Regions from separate parts of the Mus musculus genome. Here all the other regions are linked to region 4. The links are chromatin contacts, called in public promoter capture Hi-C maps. All regions are on one chromosome and are shown on one strand. The core of a region is the stretch at or near the end of the contact, and the rest is flanking DNA. Distances in the headings are between cores, read along the strand shown. Region 1 holds the start of Etv5 (ets variant 5). Region 2 holds the start of Senp2 (SUMO/sentrin specific peptidase 2). Region 3 holds the start of Tra2b (transformer 2 beta). Region 4 holds the start of Polr2h (polymerase (RNA) II (DNA directed) polypeptide H).

Evidence for each region. Promoter capture Hi-C pulls out the DNA fragments that hold promoters and counts their contacts.
Region 1: a promoter capture Hi-C map of pre-B cells shows a contact between it and region 4, with 4 times the contacts expected there. The contact joins the promoter of Etv5 here to the promoter of Polr2h in region 4. A contact is called at or near these places in 4 of 39 promoter capture datasets (the HPC-7 cell line, liver and pre-B cells), 1 of 115 datasets of contacts at active chromatin or transcription factors (astrocytes) and 2 of 9 other capture datasets (adipose tissue and liver).
Region 2: a promoter capture Hi-C map of pre-B cells shows a contact between it and region 4. The contact joins the promoter of Senp2 here to the promoter of Polr2h in region 4. A contact is called at or near these places in 3 of 39 promoter capture datasets (the C10 cell line, liver and pre-B cells), 1 of 484 Hi-C or Micro-C datasets (large pre-B cells), 1 of 115 datasets of contacts at active chromatin or transcription factors (astrocytes) and 1 of 9 other capture datasets (embryonic stem cells).
Region 3: a promoter capture Hi-C map of pre-B cells shows a contact between it and region 4, with 5 times the contacts expected there. The contact joins the promoter of Tra2b here to the promoter of Polr2h in region 4. A contact is called at or near these places in 3 of 39 promoter capture datasets (the C10 cell line, liver and pre-B cells) and 1 of 115 datasets of contacts at active chromatin or transcription factors (embryonic stem cells).

The regions. Positions count from the first base shown.
Region 1 is chr16:22,437,989-22,440,867 of GRCm38.p6, forward strand. Etv5 (ets variant 5) reads right to left here and starts at 1,582. Exons shown (of 13, transcript NM_023794.2): 1 at 1,529-1,582.
Region 2 is chr16:22,008,173-22,010,872 of GRCm38.p6, forward strand. It overlaps Senp2 (SUMO/sentrin specific peptidase 2), which reads left to right and starts at 1,312. Exons shown (of 17, transcript NM_029457.3): 1 at 1,312-1,570. The coding sequence starts at 1,470.
Region 3 is chr16:22,264,674-22,267,373 of GRCm38.p6, forward strand. Tra2b (transformer 2 beta) reads right to left here and starts at 1,332. Exons shown (of 9, transcript NM_009186.5): 1 at 1,068-1,332. The coding sequence starts at 1,103.
Region 4 is chr16:20,716,239-20,719,210 of GRCm38.p6, forward strand. It overlaps Polr2h (polymerase (RNA) II (DNA directed) polypeptide H), which reads left to right and starts at 1,588. Exons shown (of 5, transcript NM_145632.2): 1 at 1,588-1,756; 2 at 2,586-2,669; 3 at 2,753-2,846. The coding sequence starts at 1,684. Clcn2 (chloride channel, voltage-sensitive 2) reads right to left here and starts at 398. Exons shown (of 24, transcript NM_009900.2): 1 at 1-398.

The DNA.
Region 1 (2,879 bases), core at 332-2,831, 1.7 Mb after region 4:
GCCTCTCTTGAATGTCACCAACCAGGACCCAAATCTGAGAATCTTTAGTAGACTGTGGAGAAGAAAGAATTCTGTGCTGTATTTTTAAAAATTTTGACTAAGTTGTGGCCTCAGAAATTCTTAAATGTCTGTTGTGGGTTAAGAGAACAACGTGTAGGAAAACCAGAGGATAAAATATTTTTAGAAGCTCATGATGCGCAAAAAAATATCCTTTGAAAAAAATCGGTAAAAAGAAACTTCCCTAAGAGATTCCAAAAGCAGCAGCAAGGATCTTCTAAGCAGCCCTTCGAGTTCAAGAGCTGGAAACGTCGTGTTCAAAGTATCTTTTAAAAGCCTGCAGGGAAGGCTTCGGTTCATCCTGGAGTTTAAACCACTTCCTTTGTGTCGTCGTAGTCGCTCCCCCCCCCCAGCCCCCAAATCCAGGGTGCCCCCAGGAAAACTTTAACTGGGCGCAGCGACCGGATCGAGGCCCCTCCCCGTGGCGCGCAGCGAGCCTGGTTTTATGAATGGGAGATGGAGCCGCGGCCGCCACCGCAGGTAGAGGCTGTAACTGGATCCCTCGCGCCCGGCCCCATTCACAAAACAAGACACACTTCCACCCAATTCCCAGCCTTCCCATTCATGAAAACTCCTTCAGCTGCGCCCCCGCCCCCACTCCCAACGCACGCTTAGCCTCCGACGCAGGCCCCTCACCCCAGCGTTTTAGGAAGAAAGCTCAATGCTTCATTCACAAAAAAAAAAAAAAAAAAGGGAGAAAAAAAAAAAAGCCTCAGAGCTCAGAGCCCAAGAAAGAAACCTGCTTCATTCATAAAGTCACCCACATTCAGAAAACGAGGTGCAGCGCTGGCCGATACCAGCAGCCTCATTTGCTCCTGATCACACATGCCGCCTCCCCTCATCACCCCCTACTTAATCAGTACCCCCTTTGCGGGGGAGACCCCGAATCATTCACGAGGTTCCAGCACACTCTCGGCAGCCTCGGAACCGGTTCTCTCTTCCCCCAGGCCGTGGCTCAGGCGGCCCCAATACCCTCAGCCCTAAGAGGAGGGAGTGGGGGGCTGCGGGCCCGCTGCCCAGTCTCCAACTTGCCAGGCCTGCAGAAGTTCGGGCAGATCCTGCACCCTCAGGCTGCACATGTCGGTGTCATTTAACTCTCGGGGTTCTGAAGCAGAACCCCTGAAACTGCTGCTCGCCTCCCCCCACCCCCCATATTAAGAGTCGCGGAGCGTTTCTTCTCGCGAGCCTCCCAGGGCCCTCGGGGGCCCACAACTTCGCGCCCCGCACCCCGTTCTTGCACCCCGCTTCTGTAGCCTGAGCCGGGCACCCCGCTCCCTGCACCCGCTCCAGCACCCCGGGTGCCTCCTCCGCGGCGTGCGGAAACCCGTTCTCCGCTCGCTCCGGAACCGCTAGCCGCCCCCGCCCGAAGCCTCCCAGGAACCGAACCGAACCGGGCCTCGGGGGGAGGGGGCGGCTAGCTCCGGGAGTCACCCCAAGCACGCCCAACTGAGGACCCAGAACCAGTCCGCACCTGAGCGGCCACTCCGCGCGCCCGCCTGCGCGCCTCCGTGGCGGGCTGGGCCGCAGCGATCGGGGATGAAGACCGCTCTGCGCGCCGGCCTCCGGACTCTGCGCCGCCCTGCAACCCGCTGCAGCACTGGCCCGGCCCCCGCCGGCTCCGCCCGCCGCCATTGGCCCGCAGCCCAGAGCACACACGTCCCCATTGGTCGGCGGCCATCCCCGCGGCTGCCCATCACCTCTTGTTTACCCTGTCTTCAGGCAAATCCAGCTGGGCCGCCCCATCATCTGCGGCGCCCATTGGCTAACGGTCGGCCTCCCTCAACGCCCTCAGAGGTCTGTTTTACATAATTTATGCGCTGGGCGCCATTGACCAATCAGCACCGGCTTGTTTATATAATGAATGTAAGGACGTTTTTCATTCATAAAAAACGCGACCTGAGGGGGAAGCTTAGCTGAGTCAGTGAAGCTCTTAAAGGGGCCACTCGCGAAGTTCCCCCTGGCCTCGGCCTGCACCGCTCCTCCCGCCACCCCCGCGCGGGGCCGCTTGGCGCCAGGCGTTCGCAGCTGCAGCAGCGAGCTAAGTTATCATTTTAGAACTCAGGCGAGAGGAATTCGTCATTCCACACACAGAAACTCGCTGACCCTGCCTGGGCGTTCGGCCCATAGAAACACAAAAAACGGAAACCGAGCCCTCTAATCTTAGCTACCTTGAAGAGAAGCCTTAATTTTTTTTTTAAACCAGGTTTCCAGTGGGAAAAAAAAGTAGTTACCTTCCTTTAAAAACCTGAGCTTTTCCAGATCTTAGTGATGTACCCATGTTGCCAAAGCCTAAGGCCCGACCCGATCGCGTCTTCTCGGGCTAATAATTGCCTCTGAGCTCTACAGGCAAGAGGCTACAGCCAGAAACCCGGTTCGTGGATCGCACCGGGCCGGTAGAGGGCCTTGGAAGCACAAATCCCTTTGAAACGTGCGTGCAGTTAGACCGCTTGCTTCTCTCCCGGGCTGCTTGTTTTCCATTTAAGTGTTGAATGCAAGATGGTGTGTTTGCGAATTAGATCCCGTGCAGCTGGGAACCGGGAGAAGCAGTGTTGCTTGCCAAAGGATCGGGCATTGACTGCAGTTGTTGAGATTCTTAACAGGGTGTTCCAGGAAACAAATAAAACAATCCTCTGCCCCTTCCAACTCCTCGTCCTGCTCCTGCCACCGACAATGGCCGTTCTCTTCTTTTCCCAAGGACGCTAGGGTGCTTGTGAACGAGTTCTGTTCTCTACTAACCGGGCAGCAAGGTGTCAGCGTTTGGAGAGTTGAGCCTCAGCAAAGCGGGTCCCAAGTTGTTACCCTAAGGGTGCCCAGTGCCCCAC
Region 2 (2,700 bases), core at 62-2,561, 1.3 Mb after region 4:
TGTAGCCCTGACTGTCCTGGAACTCAGTCTGTAGACCAGGCTGGCCCTTGAACTCAGAAATCTGCCTGCCTCTGCCTCCCAAGTGCTGGGATTAAAGTCATGTGCCACCACCGCCCGGCTTTGAGACTGTTTTTAATACTTCAAGGGACTGCACTCCCAGACATTATGCTTAAGTCCATAGGAGATATTATTTAGACATTTATTTCTAATGGTTTTCCTTTAATCCCAGCACTCGGGAGGCAGAGGCAGGCAGATTTCTGAGTTCGAGGCCAGCCTGGTCTACAAAGTGAGTTCCAGGACAGTCAGGGCTATACAGAGAAACTCTGTCTCAAAAAACAACAACAACAACAACAACAAAACAACAAAAAGGAAGAAAGAAAGAAGAGAAGAGAAGAGAAGAGAAGAGAAGAGAAGAGAAGAGAAGAGAAGAAAAGAAAAGTGTATACATTCCCAGAGAGGATAATGAGAATTGATTGCTACCTGACAGCTGAGGGGAAGAGACAAGCTGATTAGAAAAGGCCACAGGAATCATTCAGTCCCTGTTTCTCGGAAGCTTTTCCTAAGAAGTCGTGTCCGTCTGCCCTACTCACTCCCCAGCATCTGGTTTAACTTTCTCTAGTTCCATTGCGCATTACAATCATTTATCACATAAGCAGGTGACCTTGTATTCTAATTTATAAGTATCTATGAAAATGTCTCTCCCAGTAAACTTGCACGTATGCGTGCGGAATGAGCCCTAATAGTTAGACTGGCTCAAATGCTAGTGGTTAGCTCCATTTTCTTAGGCACATGGTTTAATTGCTATATACCTTTGGTTTTTATGACATTCCTAAAATTCCCCACTGTGTCCGGTTGCTGTAAACATGACGGCAATCCGGGTAAAGTATTAGACCAATGTATATACAAAATAAAGCGCAAACCCTTACATACTCATTAACTAACCTGACCTATTTTCCACCCTGCGCATTCTTTTACAGAACCCTCCACTGTCGGGTTGCTTGGGTAGCTCTCCCGGCCCAGCATCGATACACGTGGTTTGGGTCTGTGGGCCTTGTCCCGAGATCGACTCCTGACTGGCTCTGCCAAAGAGAAAGCCCCGCCCTTCGGTCTGCCAGTCAGACCCGCGCAAGAGCCCGCTCTCCCCGTCCCGCTTCCTGTTGCTAGGCTTACAAGGAGCAGGCCCAGACTGCGCATGCTCAGACTCCGGAGGCCGCTTTCCCGTTGGGCGGAAGAAGGTGACGTCAACGGCTTCTAGAGAGTCCTCCCCTAGCCCGGGGAACGTTAAATCTGTGGGCCCTCTGATGGCGTCACAAGTCCGCGCCTGATCCTGGCTACGGCTGAAGCGGCGAAGGCGGCAGCGGCAGCGGCAGCGGCAGCGGCGACGGCGGCGGCGGCGGCGGCGGCGGCGGCGACAGCTCTGGGGTTCGCGTCTCGGGGTGTGTCGGCCGCCGCTGCTGCTCAGGCCTGGAATGTACAGATGGCTGGCTAAGGTTCTCGGCACCATTCTTCGCTTGTGTGAGCGGCCCGCGCCCGGGGCCCGCGCCCTACTCAAGAGGCGGCGCTCCAGCAGGTAAGGTGGCCGCGCGCCGGTCGGGTCCCCTCCCCCGCGCTGGCGTTGGGCGCCGCGGGCCTGTGGGAACCGGCGACTACGGGACCGCGGAGGCCTGGGGAGAGTCCGTCCCTCTAGCTGCGAGCGGAAGGGGAACGGGAGGCCGGCGATGTGCTGCTCGCCGGATACGGCTCCTGTCGCCCGGTGTCGTCGCGGGCGGACAGCGCAGGAGCGAGTCACTAGGTTAGGAGTTTGCCCGTAGTCGTTTGACTGCGAGTGCTGTTGTCTTCGCACCGAGGAACAGCAGTTGTCTTGTTCGACAGCAACTGTCGGGGTGTGTGTGTTGGGCTGCAGGGGAAGGGAATGGTCCTGTTCTTTAACATCCTTGTAAGAGGCAGAAAGTATTTACGTACCGCACTCTTGTAAGATTCGGTTAAAATTAGAAGGAAATGACAAATATTAGTACTTAGCATCTACTCCTTTATTTACTTTACAGTGTCTTCCCTTTTAAGGGTTTATCTAGAAAACAAAATATTCTACAACTTCTATACTCCCCCCTGTCTCCCACTCTTACATTCTCCCTCCCTTTCCTTCCTCTGCTATGTCTACTTCACTTATTATTATGATGATGGTGATTATTTTTGTTTCCAGGTCAAGAGAAGTGGACAAAAGATTGGATTAGGGGAAGTAGATCAAAATGATTCATAGATGACTCCAGGAATGTAGGTCATTGGTGAAACTGGTTGTTCGCTAAACTGTAGCATGTAGTCCCATGGCTTCTACAGTTCCATGGGGTTCAGATAAGAATCGGTTAAGATGTTATAAAGTTCTCAAACTGATGCTTATGTAAGAATAGTTTATTCTCCCCCAACTGGATCTGGTGCACAATGAAACTGCATATTTATCGAACAGGGACTGGTGATCGCCTCACATTTTCATTCATAGTCCCTCGGAGTCAGCAGTATGCCGACCCAAACCTGAGTGTGGATGTGTCCTGGCCAGCCTTGACTTCTAGCTGCTTTCTGTTCTTTACTACATTCGGGGGCTCGTGGGTTATTTTGTTTTGTTTTGTTCTTTTGTTTTTTGAGACAGGGTTTCTCTGTGCAGCCCTGGCTGTCCTGGAACTCACTCTGTAGACCAGGCTGGCCTCG
Region 3 (2,700 bases), core at 82-2,581, 1.5 Mb after region 4:
AAATAAACTGTGAACTAGTGGTTAAGTGTTCCTGTGAACTTTTTGCGAAAATAAAAACGTTAGTACAGGAAGGGCAAAACAGCCATTCTTATGATGCTTGTAAGCCGTTTCCAAACTGCAATTACCTGTTCACTGAGCCCTGGACTTCCGCATCTTCACGTGACAGTTTTTAATCTAAACTCTACAGCCACGCCACATGCGCCTCATTTGTTCAGCTTTGGGGCTGGGTCTAGTCCAGGCCCATTGTATACAATCTAATCAACCTCTACCGATTTTCACCCTCTGGGAGGTGGAAGCTTAAAAATAAAATCCCGTCGACTTCAGAGTTTAATAGCGCCATCAATTGTCGCCAATGGTTTCTCCTTCCCAAGTCCCCCCAGGGGTAGGGAGGCTCTATACAACAACGCCTAACGACCTTGCGTTCTATTCCAGTAAGCTCTCAACAATGGGAGAAACGCTGTAGCACAAAGCCCTCCAACTAACGGGGCCCCCAATCCCCCTCAGCCGTTTCCGTCTCCAGATGCTCCAAGAGCCCCCTACAGCTAGCTGTCCCTTACCGGGACCAGGAGGCCCTCCATCAACCGAAAAGCATCAGTCAGTCCCCATAGGCTCCCGGCCACACGTGGCTTTTCTCCGCTTCACCCTTGGACCCCGGGTGGCGAGGCGGCAAAGCCTGGCTGCAGGGAGCGGCGGCTCCGCCATTTTGTGCCTCTGGCAGCGCGCCCGGCCCGCGAGCCCAAGATGGCTGCGGCGCGGCTTCGCAGGAGAGCAACGGCGAAAGAAGATACCGTTCCCATCCCCCAACGCCGACGGACGCCGCGGCCATCTTTAGCCTCCCCCCGCCCCGTAACGGGGGGAAAGGAAAAAAAAAAAAAACGGTCGTGGCGGGTGCGAGGCACACAGCCCGCCCGCGGCCTCCCTCCGACGAGAAGCGCCGGCCACCAGGCCCTCCGGCGCCCCGGCTCCCTCCGCACGTCAGGCTCCCGACACCCGGCTGCACCGGGCCGAGAGGCCTAGAAGAAGTAGCAGGGTGGGGACCGCGGCCGCCCGCGCAACTCCGCGCTTACCCGCTCGCCGTAGTTCTGCTCGCCGCTGTCGCTCATGACTCCGGGTCGCTGTCACCGCTACGGGCCTTTCCTGAAGCTGTCAAGCTCCCGCCTTCCTTACAGAGGCTCCGCCGCAGCCTAGCGCGACGCCACACTTTTGCGAGGAGCTCGAAGCCGACACGCTCCGCACCACCTCCGCACCGGTCTAACACTGCCGGATGTGACGCCACGCTCTTTAACCTGGTCCCACCCACTCCCCCGAAGGCGCGCTTTCCTGGCCCCTCCCACTTCGACGCGCCTTCCAACCGCTTTCTCCTGCAGGGGCGCTTCCCAAACCGGACGTGACGTCTACCTTACCGCCCTGCCCCTCCCCTCCCCTAGTACCCGGCCACAGCGTGGCGGGAAAGTGTGCGCCTGCCTTTGGGCGTCTGTTGTGGTCTCCTCGGGACACCGTGATGTCCGTAGCCTTGCCACACTCGTTTCTGGAACCTTCTAGAGAACCGTCCTGGGTGGAAGAAGAGAAGAGATGGTTGTACATTCCTCCATGCCTTTGTTCTGTCTCACTAGTTTCCTCTCCTTTTGTTCTCTCATGATCTAGGAGAGAACACAGCCACACACTGGATTCTCACCTCCCGTTTATTTAGACTTAATTCTAGAGCTTTCCTTCCTAAATAAAACCTCCATTTAAAACTCTCGCAATTTAAACCGGGCATTAATGGTGCATGCCTTTAATCCCAGCACTAAAGAGGCAGAGACAAGCAGATCCCTGAGTTTGGGGACAGCTTGGTCTACACGGAGAAACCCTAGCTCAAAGCAAACAAACAAATTGAGGTTTGAGACAAAGCCTCATTGTGTTGCCTGGGTTGACCTTGAACCCACCGTGTATGTTATATAGCCTAGGCTGATGTTAGGAATGTATTAACCCTTCTGGGTCAGCCTCCCAAATCCTGGGATTATAGTTATGAACTATCAATCCTATGGCCTGGTGTGGTAATACACGCCTTTAAGGCGGATCTCTGTGAGTTCCAGGTAAGCCGAATATACAAAGCGAGTTCCAGGACAGTCAGGATTACACAGAGAAACCTGGTCTCATTCCCCACCCTGACTCCCACCTGGGGAAATGGAAAGGAAAGAAAGAAATGGAGAAAGGAAAGCCAGGCAGGGTGGTGCACACTTGTAATCCTTGTAATCGCAGCATGAGAGGTGAGCCCAAGGACAGTTAGCTGTTTAAGGCCAACCTGGGCTACATGAGCGGGCCCCCTTCAAAAAGTGACACAAAACAGAAAATAATTCAAGAGAAACGGGCCTGTAGTAATGGATTTCTGTTTGGGAGAAGCCGCCTGCCCTCTAGCCTCTAAGGATAGCATGAAAGAACACTGAAGATATCTATAGAAAACCATGCCAAATGAGTTCTTGAGATGAATACCATTTTGACAGTCTTCTTGTTTGGTTTGGTTTGGTTTTTTTTTTTTTTTTTTTTTTTTTGGTTTTTCGAGATAGGATTTCTCTGTGTAGCCCTGGCTGTCCTGGAACTCACTCTGTAGACCAGGCTGACCTTGAACTCAGAAATCAACCTGCCTCTGCCTCCCAAGTGCTGAGATTAAAGGCATGCACTACTGCCCAGCGACAGTCACATAGCTTCCGTGAATATTCT
Region 4 (2,972 bases), core at 338-2,837:
CCGGCCGGGGTCTGCATTGGGGCCGCCTCCTGGTGTCCGGAGAGGCGGCAGGGGGCGCTTGAAACACGATCTCGCACCCCTTCGCCACGGAGGCCCGGGATTAACCCAGCGCCCTGAGGGTGCGGGGGCCGGGCGGGGGCGGGTCTGCTGGCACGTGGAAGGGACGGGCTCTCCCGCGGCTGCAGCGTTGTGCGGGAGGGGCTGGAGATGTGGGGACTCTTGAACTGGGGTAGGGGGCTACTGACAAAAGCTAATTCGGGCTCTCTAAGCCAGACCGGACAGGGGCAGCCTCTGCTTCACACTTTCAGGCGGCTCAGACGCATCTGGGAGGATGCCCGAGAGCCGGCTCCCTCCTTGCCTCCCTTTCTCCTTCCTTTCCTCCGGGTTCCCCCGGGAAGGTGCACCTGGAATGGCTAGGCCTGGAAAGAGGGGCGGAGGTGGAGGTGGGAGGGGACGGGAAGGGGTGAGGCCCGAGGGAAGGGAGCTATTGGTGCGGGGGAGGCCGCTCCTGGGAGGCGGGTGTGTGTGTGTGTGTGGGGGGGGGGGGGAGCAGAGGTCGCTCCTCCCAGGCACCGCTTAAGGGGGAATTTGAGTAGCTGCTGACGCCCTGAGGAAACGGCCTACTGAGGCTCCACATTGTCTTTCGGGGTCCTGGGAAGGACAAGAAGAAGGTGTCGAGGGCACAAAGAGGATGGGCAGCGTTAGGTTGGAGCCACTGGAGAGGACAGTGTCCAGAAATCTGTGGAGAAAGAATAGTACCAGGATGAAGACTCATTCAAGAAACAAGAGGGTGCCCAGCACAGGGGCTGTAATGAGAGGAGGTAGCACCTAGAAAGAAGGTATTGCGAGCTGTCGCCTCCCAGTGAAAGGCGCACTTCAGTGTCCAGAAGAGGGTGGTATAGTGGGGTGACAGGCAGTACCAAGTTCAGTTGGCAGTGTTCTAGGGGATCAGTGTGAGGCTAGTGCCAAGCAGGGCCAAGGGAAGACGGGAGTGGCGAGGAGGTGAAGCCCCAGGGGAGGGCACAATGCGGGCTTTCCTTTCCCCGAGAGTGACATCATGGCAAATTCCCAAACCGGACGCACCCGGCTCCGGTGATGTCTAGCTGGTCCGAGCCAGCTCGCACCAGCTTTGGGGATCTTGGTGACAGTCTGAGGGGCTGGGCACCGGGTCCTGGAGGGCTGGTGCTCTGCGGGCGGGGTTCTGCTCCACCTGCCTGCAGCGCGGACTGTGCCCTCGGCCGGCACGCGGACTTCAGGGAAGGGCTAGGGCCGGGCTTCTCTGGGCCAAGGATCAAGGTTCCTGGCTGGGTTAGGCCCCCAAGCTTTCCACGCTTTGGGATCCACAGTCTGAAGAGGGCGCCGTCGAGCCGGGCGCAGCGCGGTACCCCGTCGGAGGTGGGACTTAATCTGTCCCCGCCTTGGACGGAGTCACCGAGTTTTGAGACTCGCCCACAAGGCCCGAGCACCTCGGAGGTGGCCCTTCCCGGCGGAAGTGAAGAAGCCCCGAGAAGGAGGCAGCGGAAGTGGCTGCGTGACTGCAGCCCGTGCGCACGCGCCCTCGGCCTCGTTGCCGCTTTTGGGGCGGTACTCTGCCCTGTCTTACTTTTCTCCACGTGAGGGGGTGCGCGAATCCCCAGTGGTGGCCGCGCGCTCACATCCTCTGCAGCTTTCGTGCCCTTCGCGATGGCGGGCATCCTGTTCGAGGATATTTTCGATGTGAAAGACATCGACCCAGAAGGCAAGAAATTTGACCGAGGTAAGCGGTGTCGGGGCGGTAGGAGGGAAGTGGCCAACATGCCCACCCACCCCAAGTGGCTGGCCCGCCCCACCCTCTCGGTACCTCCCTCAGGAAACAGTTTTTTTTTTTTTTTCGTGAATGAGAAACTTGAGACAGCTTTTTCTATTATATTTGCGGTGCCTGGTGCCCGGTGGGTGGCCCTTAGCTGGGTGCTGGCATACCCCTGGGAACCTTTCTAACTCCCTACACAGTTATTATGTGCTCTACCGTGCTCTGAACTTTATTCTTGGAAAAAGTAGATGGTGCCTTATCTCTTTTGTTACCCCAGGTCTTGCAGCGAGTTACCTACCTGCCTTCCTAACCAATAATTTTGTATTAGCCTAAGAACAAGTTAGCTCTTTCCGAAGCTCTCTGAATTTCATTCAGTTGACCGCTTGGTGTATTTATTTTCCCAACGATCCGGAAGTTGTTTCTTCTTGGTGTCGCTTAGCCTGGAGGCAAATGTCTTAAGACAGATGTCAGTTTTGAATACATCCCTCAGATTCCCTCAGCAGTGTCTCCTGCTAGAAAGAGGAAGTCTCAGGACCAGTGAGACTCTAGTCTAAATCATCCAGGCGTTTTTAGTTAGAGCCTGGAGACTGGCCACTGCTGGAGGAGCTTTGCCGCTTGCTTGGGACCCTGTCACTTGCTGAGGTTACTGCCTTCTTCCCTCTTGTGAATCTGATTCTGATTGCAGTTGTGGGAGGCTGGTGGGTGTGTGCATGTTAGATGATTTGATCTCTTGCATTTGACCCCAAGCTGGCATCGATAGACTTTGTAATCATGTCTGTCATGCACTCTTCCCCAGTATCCCGGCTGCACTGTGAGAGTGAATCTTTCAAGATGGACCTCATCTTAGATGTAAACATTCAGATTTACCCTGTGGACTTAGGTAAGTATTGAATACGGGCAATGGCAAGAGGATTTTGGTCTTAGGTGTCTACTTCTTTACCCTGATGTTGCTGCTCTATTCAGGTGACAAGTTCCGGTTGGTTATAGCTAGTACTTTGTATGAAGATGGTACCTTGGATGATGGTGAATACAACCCCACAGATGACAGGCCTTCCAGGTGAGGTAGCAGTAAACAAGTGACTAAGATAAGAATATAGTGCAGAGAAAGTATAATATGTAGATTATGGATATACATATGTATAACTATATGTTATAGAAAATTTGATTTCTTGGATACAATATG